2 separate regions of the Pan troglodytes genome follow, and region 1 is linked to region 2. A link is a contact called in public HiChIP or PLAC-seq data. All regions are on one chromosome and are shown on one strand. Each heading gives the region's core, a stretch centred on a gene start, on an enhancer-like site or on the middle of the called end of the contact. The rest is flanking DNA. Distances are from core to core; before and after follow the strand shown. Region 1 holds the start of ZMYM6 (zinc finger MYM-type containing 6). Region 2 holds the start of SFPQ (splicing factor proline and glutamine rich).

Region 1 (4,002 bases), core at 380-2,879, 160 kb after region 2:
TTCAAACCATAGCAGGATTCATATCTAAAATATATGCCCATAAGAAAATGTCAATCCAATACAAAAATGAGCAAGAGACTTGAACAGGCACTTATGGGGGATATCCAGATACCCAAGGAACAAGAAAATGGGCTCATCCTCATTAATAATCTGGGAAATGCAAATTAAAACCACAGTGAGATACCACTATGCCCCCATCAGAATGGTTATAATTAAAAAGATATGCAGTAGTAATTATTGGCAAGGATGTTGGGAAACTGAAACTCTCATACATGGCTGAAGGGAGTATAAACTGAAACCACCATTTTCTAAAATTGCCTGAGATTATCTACCTAAATTTTACATATACATAACAAGCAATTTCACTTTTAGGTATGAACCCAACAGAAATGTGTGCATATGTATCACTGTTAAATAAAACTTGTAGGCCATTGTTTCGGGCTAAGCTCCTGCAGTAGGTCTCAATGAACCAGACTAAAAATCAAAATGGAGTCACTCACACTGAGGTTCCATGTCATCAAATGGAAACTACGTTGTTATTTGAAGTTCTGAAAAGTCAGGAAAAAGAGATAATAAGAGTCTAATTTCCCCTGAGTGCCAGTTTCAATTAGCATAATCATGAAATTTCTTCTGCTTTAATCGTTACCAAAAAAAGATAAACTGAAGTTACCTGATGTTAACCAATCAGTTATTTCTCTATTGTTTTGTTTCTTGGTTCTGCTTTACAAGGAAATTAACTTATTTATTTATTTTTTGGAAAGTTACTTTGAAATGAACCAATCTGTTTTTTGTTCTTTATTTCTGCTTTCTCCAGCCCTTCTCTGTCTATAAAACCTACCTCTTCTGCTCAGCTCATTGGAACACTTGTTCTATTTTATGGAATGAAGTGTTGCCAGATTCTAGAATCACAAATAAAGCTAATTGAGATATTTAAATTTGTTGTAATTTTGTCTTTTAACATCACCAATGACAAGAATGTTCACAGAAGCATTATTCCTAATAGCCACAAATTGGAAACAACTCAAATGTCCATCAATAGTAGATGATTAAAATTGTATCATATTCATAAAATAGAATACTATACAGCAGTCAAAATGAATGAACAGTCACAAATCATACATGTATCTGTGAAACAATGTTGAATTAAAAAAACCAAATCTCAATTTTGAGCAAGTTTTTTCATTTATATCTCAAGAGATTAAAAAATTATACCTCTTAGGGTTAAATGGTGAGGATTAAGTGGGATGGTGCATGTGAAGTGCTCAGCAAGCCAAGTATTATTTAATATCATGCTCTCTCAGTAGGCCACCTTTCAGGAAATGGGCACTAAAGGATGCTACAGATTAGCTAGGTGTGGTGGCACGTGCCCGTAAGCCCAGCTACTCGGGAGGCTGAGGCAGGAGAATCGCTTCAACCCAGGAGGCGGAGGTTGCAGTTAGCCGAGATTGTGCCACTGCACCCCAGCCTGGGCAACACCGTGATACTCTTGTCTCCAAAAAAAAAAAAAAAAAAAAAAAAAAAAGAATGCTATAGAGCACTTACAGCGCCTTCTAACGCCATCTCCACCTTTTCACTATTGAGCCTCGGTCTCTTTAAGAAGTGAACCATAATTGAGGAAAGAGGAATGCTGGGAAGTTCTACTCAGATCAGGTCCGGAGCCTGACGGGAAAAGAGGGCGGAGACCAAGGCTGCGCAGGCGTGGTTGGCCGGCTGTTGCGTTGGGATGGATCAGGCGGAATTCCAGAAGAGAAAATAATCCCTGTCTAGACGCGGAGGACTTGGTTCCTATTCGCAAATTTCCCGTCCAGTGCTCCTCCGGTAGCAGGGAGGCGACAGAAGGTGGGTGCGACCGCAGTGGTAGTGGGCGGGACGGCGGGGCGGAGGCCACGCCACGTGACGAGGCGTTGCGGCGGGGGCGGTGCCAGGTGGGCTACGCGGCTGGGGCGGCTGCGGATGTCGCCTTAGGGACGCGTTGACACTCACTGGCTAGTCCACCGCTCTCAGTCGGAGACCACATTGCCTCGTTAGTCCTCAATGATGGGAGTGGGAATTCTTGGTGGGAAGGAGAATTTCGGAAAGCGTGCGGTTCTCAGAGGAGGAATGAGCGCCCGTAGATATTTTGTGGCGAGTGCGCAAAAGTTCTCATTTCTTCTTTGGAACAGGCTTTTCAACCAGTTGTCCGTTTCCATCCCTGACTATTCGGATAAAGACAACTTTGAAGAGCTTTTTGTTTTAGGTTTAATTCGTCCCGTTTAGTTCTTTGACTTTTAGGGGAAGGGAATTTACTGAATGGCCAATTGAGTTTCTTTTCTACAGGAAGGCGATTGTGAAGCGGGGCTCTGAGGGGCTTGATGCCCCCCACCCCTCACACGGAGACCTTGAAAGAGGCAGGTGACTCACTTTCAGTAGGGGCGTTCCTGTTGTTGGCCTGCGATGGATGGCATCTTGAGCTCACATCTAGCGTTAGGCCGAGAAATGGGGCCCTTAGGGAGGCTTCCAGTGAAGGTTGAGTTATTAGGTCAGGGCCGGGAGGTTGTTGTGCCCCTCTTTGAGAAATAAAAGCCGACATGGGCCTCTAAGTACTGATTCTTATGGGGTCAGAAACTATTTCTTGAGTCCGTTCTTCTCAGAGTTTATTACTTCCTCCCACGTCTTGGTCTGCTGGTCTAATTTCCTTCAATAACCTTCAACATAGGAAAAAACCAGAGTGTGTTGTGTGTCTTTAAAGATATTAGAGAAGTGGGAGCTGTTGCCCCAAAACTGTTTTCTTATGTAGCTACTGAAGGAACAGAAAGCAGGAAGAAAGAAAAAAGTTAGTTGTGGCCCCAGAAGAGTTGTTTTTCAAATGCCAAGCCGTGAAGCCTCATGCACTCAACACAAAGTTTTTCTTTCATATAGATAAGCCTGAAAAAAAAAAAAGAGTAAGCCTGAGTATGTATTTTAGGTGTCCAGCTATCCATTACCAAGAAGAAATCTATTCGTTTGAGCCTGAGACACTCTTTGAGGTAAAAAATTAGAATGAAAGAACCTTTGGATGGTGAATGTGGCAAAGCAGTGGTACCACAGCAGAAGCTTCTGGACAAAATTAAAGAAGAACCAGACAATGCTCAAGTAAGCATTTCATCTTGATTTAAAAATTTAAAAAAATTCCTTCTTTTCCATCTGGTCAACTGAAAAATTTTAGTTAAACGGTTTCTGGTTTGTAAGTTTAAAATAACCCACACTGAGACAGGCTCTCGCTGTCGCTGAGGGTGTAGTGCAGTGGTGCGATCTCCTTAGCTCACTGCAGCCTGCACCTCCCAGGCTCGAGTGATCTTCCCACCTCAGCCTCCTGTGTAGCTGGGACCACAGGGCACACACCAACATGCTCAACTATTTTTTTGTATTTTTGGTAGAGACGGGGTTTGGCCACGTTTCCCAGGCTGGTCTCAAACTCCTGAGCTCAAGCAATCCACCCACCTTGGCCTCCCAAAGTTCTGGGATGACAGGCATGAGCCACCATTCCTGGCTGGTTTTTTGCTCTTTGAATGAAAGCTATAACTACATGATTTTTTTGTGTGTGGAAGGAAAGTAATATATTTACCATTTTTCCATACTTGTCACTTAAAAAAAATTCTCTTGTATCTGGTAGTACTTTCCTTTATTCTGTTAAGAATTTGTGGTCTGTGCTAGTCTCTGGGGATCCAGGATTGAGCAAAGTCAGCTTAGTCCCTTCCCTTGTAGAGCTTATATGTTAGTAGAGGAGGCAGAGATTACAAAAGTATTGGTCAAGTAATATATATAATTACAAACTATGACAAGTACTCTGGAAGAAAAGCCTAAAATGGGGAATCTGACCTAGTTTTGGTTGTGGTCTGCCTGGGGATGGCTAGGGAAGGCCTCTCTAAGGGAAGGATGTGTAAGCTGAATTATGAAGAATGAATTGATTAGGCAAAGGGTATGGAGAAGAGTATTACAGACAGAGGGAACTGTGAATAGGAAAGCCCTGAGTTGGAAAGATGC
Region 2 (4,345 bases), core at 34-2,533:
CCCAGGCTGGAGTGCAATAGCGCGATCTCGGCTCACTGCAACCTCCGCCTCCTGGGCTCAAGCAATTCTCCTGCCTCAGCCTCCCAGGTGGCTGGGATTATAGGTGTGCACTATTAAGCTCAGCAAATTTTTTTTTTTTTTTTTTTGAGACTGAGTCTTGCTCTGTCGCCCAGGCTGCAGTGCAGTGGCGCAATCTCGGCTCACTGCAACCTCTGCCTCCCGGGTTCAAGCAATTCTCCTGCCTCAGCCTCCCAAGTAGCTGGGACTACAGGCGTGCACCACCACGCCCAGTTAATTTTTGTATTTTTAGTAGAGACGGGGTTTCACCATATTGGCCAGGCTGGTATCGGATTCCTGACCTCGTGATCCACCCACCTCGGCTCCCAAAGTAAGTGCTGGGATTACAGGCGTCAGCCACCGCACCCAGCCAAATTTTTGTATTTTTTAGTAAAGACGGGGTTTCGCCATGTTGGCCAGGCTGGTCTAGAACTCCTGACCTCAGGTGATCTGCCCGACTCGGTGTCCCAAAGTGCTAGGATTACAGGCGTGAGCCACAGTGCCCAGCCTAACATTGTAATTTTTAAAAAGTACCTTAGTCTGTTCGTAAAGTGTTGAGTGGAATATTTACATTCCTCCTGTGATTGGTGTTTGTAAACGTGTATATATATACACATACACACAAGGGCTCTTTTTGAACAAAGCGCGCACCCACAGAAGCCTATTGAAAAGTTTATGCTGCTACAATAAATCTGTATTCCTATGAGGTTCCATAATGAAATCAGTTAAGACTGCGTGTGTTTGAAATCGGTAAGATTTTACTTCTCTACTTTCATTGAGTTGGCACGAGGTAGGGTAGACAGCAGGCACTCAATTTCTGATTTTGAATCGGAAAACATCTGTTTTTCTGGGCAAGGATATCAATAGATTGCTCCTAGGGACAATCAAGAAAGAAAAGAGACCTCCAACGCTTCTCTGCAGGAGCGGATAGAGCCCTGGTTATTTGCTCGCAAGTGAAAATTGCCCTGGCATACCCATTCAAATTTCTCCTAGCAAATCATAGTGGCCTACAGCCAACGCCTTCTTCGCTCACTGGCCAACTGGAAACTTCAGTCCCTCCATGCCTCCCGCCTCTCACCCAGGGGCCAATAGGAAAGATCAGAGGTTCGCAACTTAGTGTCATCAGGCATAGTAATTGCAATTGGCTATTGGAGCTGTCGATCGTGGAGTAGGCGGGGCCGTGCCAGCTGGCCTATATAAGACGAGGACAAAGGCGGCGCGCCGCCTGTGTCATCCGCCATTTTGTGAGAAGCAAGGTGGCCTCCACGTTTCCTGAGCGTCTTCTTCGCTTTTGCCTCGACCGCCCCTTGACCACAGACATGTCTCGGGATCGGTTCCGGAGTCGTGGCGGTGGCGGTGGCGGCTTCCACAGGCGTGGAGGAGGCGGCGGCCGCGGCGGCCTCCACGACTTCCGTTCTCCGCCGCCCGGCATGGGCCTCAATCAGAATCGCGGCCCCATGGGTCCTGGCCCGGGCCAGAGCGGCCCTAAGCCTCCGATCCCGCCACCGCCTCCACACCAACAGCAGCAACAGCCACCACCGCAGCAGCCACCGCCGCAGCAGCCGCCACCGCATCAGCCGCCGCCGCATCCACAGCCGCATCAGCAGCAGCAGCCGCCGCCACCGCCGCAGGACTCTTCCAAGCCCGTCGTTGCTCAGGGACCCGGCCCCGCTCCCGGAGTAGGCAGCGCACCGCCAGCCTCCAGCTCGGCCCCGCCCGCCACTCCACCAACCTCGGGGGCCCCGCCAGGGTCTGGGCCAGGCCCGACGCCGACCCCGCCGCCTGCAGTCACCTCGGCCCCTCCCGGGGCGCCGCCACCCACCCCGCCAAGCAGCGGGGTCCCTACCACACCTCCTCAGGCCGGAGGCCCGCCGCCTCCGCCCGCGGCAGTCCCGGGCCCGGGTCCAGGGCCTAAGCAGGGCCCAGGTCCGGGTGGTCCCAAAGGCGGCAAAATGCCTGGCGGGCCGAAGCCAGGTGGCGGCCCGGGCCTAAGCACTCCTGGCGGCCACCCCAAGCCGCCTCATCGAGGCGGCGGGGAGCCCCGCGGGGGCCGCCAGCACCACCCGCCCTACCACCAGCAGCATCACCAGGGGCCTCCGCCCGGCGGGCCCGGCGGCCGCAGCGAGGAGAAGATCTCGGACTCGGAGGTGAGTGTTTATGGGAGCGACGCGTCGGCTCCCCTAAGATGGCGGCGGCCCCCTCCTCGCCCCCGCCCCCGCGCTGGGCTTCCATTTTGTCGGCTGCCGGAAGGGGCGCTTGCGCGCGCCGCCGCGGGGGCGGGGCGGCCTGCGGGGCCGTCGGTCGGCGTGGGATTGGCCGCTGCCGCGCCTTGCTCTCCCGGCGGGCGGAAGGCTAGGGGAGGTTTCCTTTCGGAAGGAAGCGCGGGGTCGCGGTGGTCGGCCCTGCAGAAGGTAGCCTGTCCCTGGGACTGGCGTAATGCAGAGCATGCGGCGTAGGTTTGGAGAGAACCGGGAAGTTCCATAAAAGCGCAGGCGCAGATCGTGTAGGTTACAGTGGCATTTGGACTTGAGTTATTTTCGTATTTTAATTTTCATACTATTGAGATTTTTTTAGGGACACTCAACATATGTGGCTGACAGTTGCTGATGGACGTCTACTCTTCGGGGAAGTGTGTCTATTCTCGAACATTCTGGATGATGGGGCTCCTTTTTCAATGTTAAGATAGTGCTCATGTTAGAAATCTCACATAGTAAAACCTTGATTGTGACCAAACGGAACAGAAAGGCAACTGATAGGTTTCAGATAAGCAAATACTGTCTTGGGGATTTTCACTTGCAGAGGTCTCCGGTGTTTGAAAACTTCTTTCCTTTTTCATTAGGGGTTTAAAGCCAATTTGTCTCTCTTGAGGAGGCCTGGAGAGAAAACTTACACACAGCGATGTCGGTTGTTTGTTGGGAATCTACCTGCTGATATCACGGAGGATGAATTCAAAAGACTATTTGCTAAATATGGAGAACCAGGAGAAGTTTTTATCAACAAAGGCAAAGGATTCGGATTTATTAAGCTTGTGAGTGTAATTGTTTGATTTTACGTAGAATTAAAAAGGGTGGGAGATTTTTTTTGTCACTACAAACGCTGAAGGCTTGGTTTTTAAACTGGGGAGGATAAATTGATCTTTTAGATTTTTCACCATTCTTACAGGAAAAATGTTTGCGGTATAATGCATAATTGTTGCTACCTAAGAGAAAAGAGGGGTGGGGTGGGTAAACTAAGTGGTGTTAGTGGGTGCTGCCTAAAGGTAATGCTCGAACTGAGCTGAAGGAAGAAAGGGAGTAGGAAGTAGGCTTATGACAATTTTAAGAGTAGACAACCAATTTTGAGGTCATTAACATGAGTGTCTCTGATACACAGGAATCTAGAGCTTTGGCTGAAATTGCCAAAGCCGAACTCGATGATACACCCATGAGAGGTAGACAGCTTCGAGTTCGCTTTGCTACACATGCTGCTGCCCTTTCTGTTCGTAATCTTTCACCTTATGTTTCCAATGAACTGTTGGAAGAAGCCTTTAGCCAATTTGGTCCTATTGAAAGGGCTGTTGTAATAGTGGATGATCGTGGAAGATCTACAGGGAAAGGCATTGTTGAATTTGCTTCTAAGCCAGCAGCAAGAAAGGCATTTGAACGATGCAGTGAAGGTGTTTTCTTACTGACGACGTAAGTTGTTTTGTTTATTCTAATAATTTCTATCAACTTATATGAGATGGTGGCAATAAAACTGGAACAAAGCTAAGATGGAACCATTTTTGTTATTAGAACTCCTCGTCCAGTCATTGTGGAACCACTTGAACAACTAGATGATGAAGATGGTCTTCCTGAAAAACTTGCCCAGAAGAATCCAATGTATCAAAAGTAAGATTGATTAAACTTTTTTGGCAGTTTTTAATTCAAGTGTAAAGGTTAAATTTATTTTAGTGATTTTCCAATTTTGCTTAAAATATGCAAAATTATTTGATGTGGATATGCTTATTAGTAAAAAATCTCAGGCTGAGGAAGATTTGAAGCTGTTATTCAGATAGCTGTTTGTTTCTAAGGTGGATACATTCACATGCAGTCCTGTTTTGTCCCTGCAATAATGGCATAAAGTCACGTGTGTGACTGAGTCTCACTCTGTTGCCCAGGCCAGAGTGCAGTGGCATGACCTCAGCTCTCTGCAACCTCTGCCTCCCAGGTTCAAGCGATTCTCCTGCCTCAGCCTCCCAGGTAGCTGGGATTACAGGCATGTGCCACCATGCCTGGCTCGTTTTCTATTTTTAGTAGAGATGGTCTTT

Evidence for each region. HiChIP or PLAC-seq counts read pairs in DNA pulled down with a chosen protein or histone mark.
Region 1: an H3K4me3 HiChIP or PLAC-seq map of stem cell-derived excitatory neurons shows a contact between it and region 2, with 2.1 times the contacts expected there. The contact joins the promoter of ZMYM6 here to the promoter of SFPQ in region 2. A contact is called at or near these places in 1 of 7 Hi-C or Micro-C datasets (stem cell-derived neural progenitor cells) and 1 of 1 datasets of contacts at active chromatin or transcription factors (stem cell-derived excitatory neurons).

Annotation. Positions count from the first base shown.
Region 1 is chr1:195,958,136-195,962,137 of NHGRI_mPanTro3-v2.0_pri, forward strand. It overlaps ZMYM6 (zinc finger MYM-type containing 6), which reads left to right and starts at 1,630. Exons shown (of 16, transcript NM_001427913.1): 1 at 1,630-1,839; 2 at 2,945-3,111. The coding sequence starts at 3,019.
Region 2 is chr1:195,794,342-195,798,686 of NHGRI_mPanTro3-v2.0_pri, forward strand. SFPQ (splicing factor proline and glutamine rich) reads left to right here and starts at 1,284. Exons shown (of 10, transcript NM_001251847.1): 1 at 1,284-2,204; 2 at 2,897-3,085; 3 at 3,430-3,731; 4 at 3,831-3,926. The coding sequence starts at 1,377.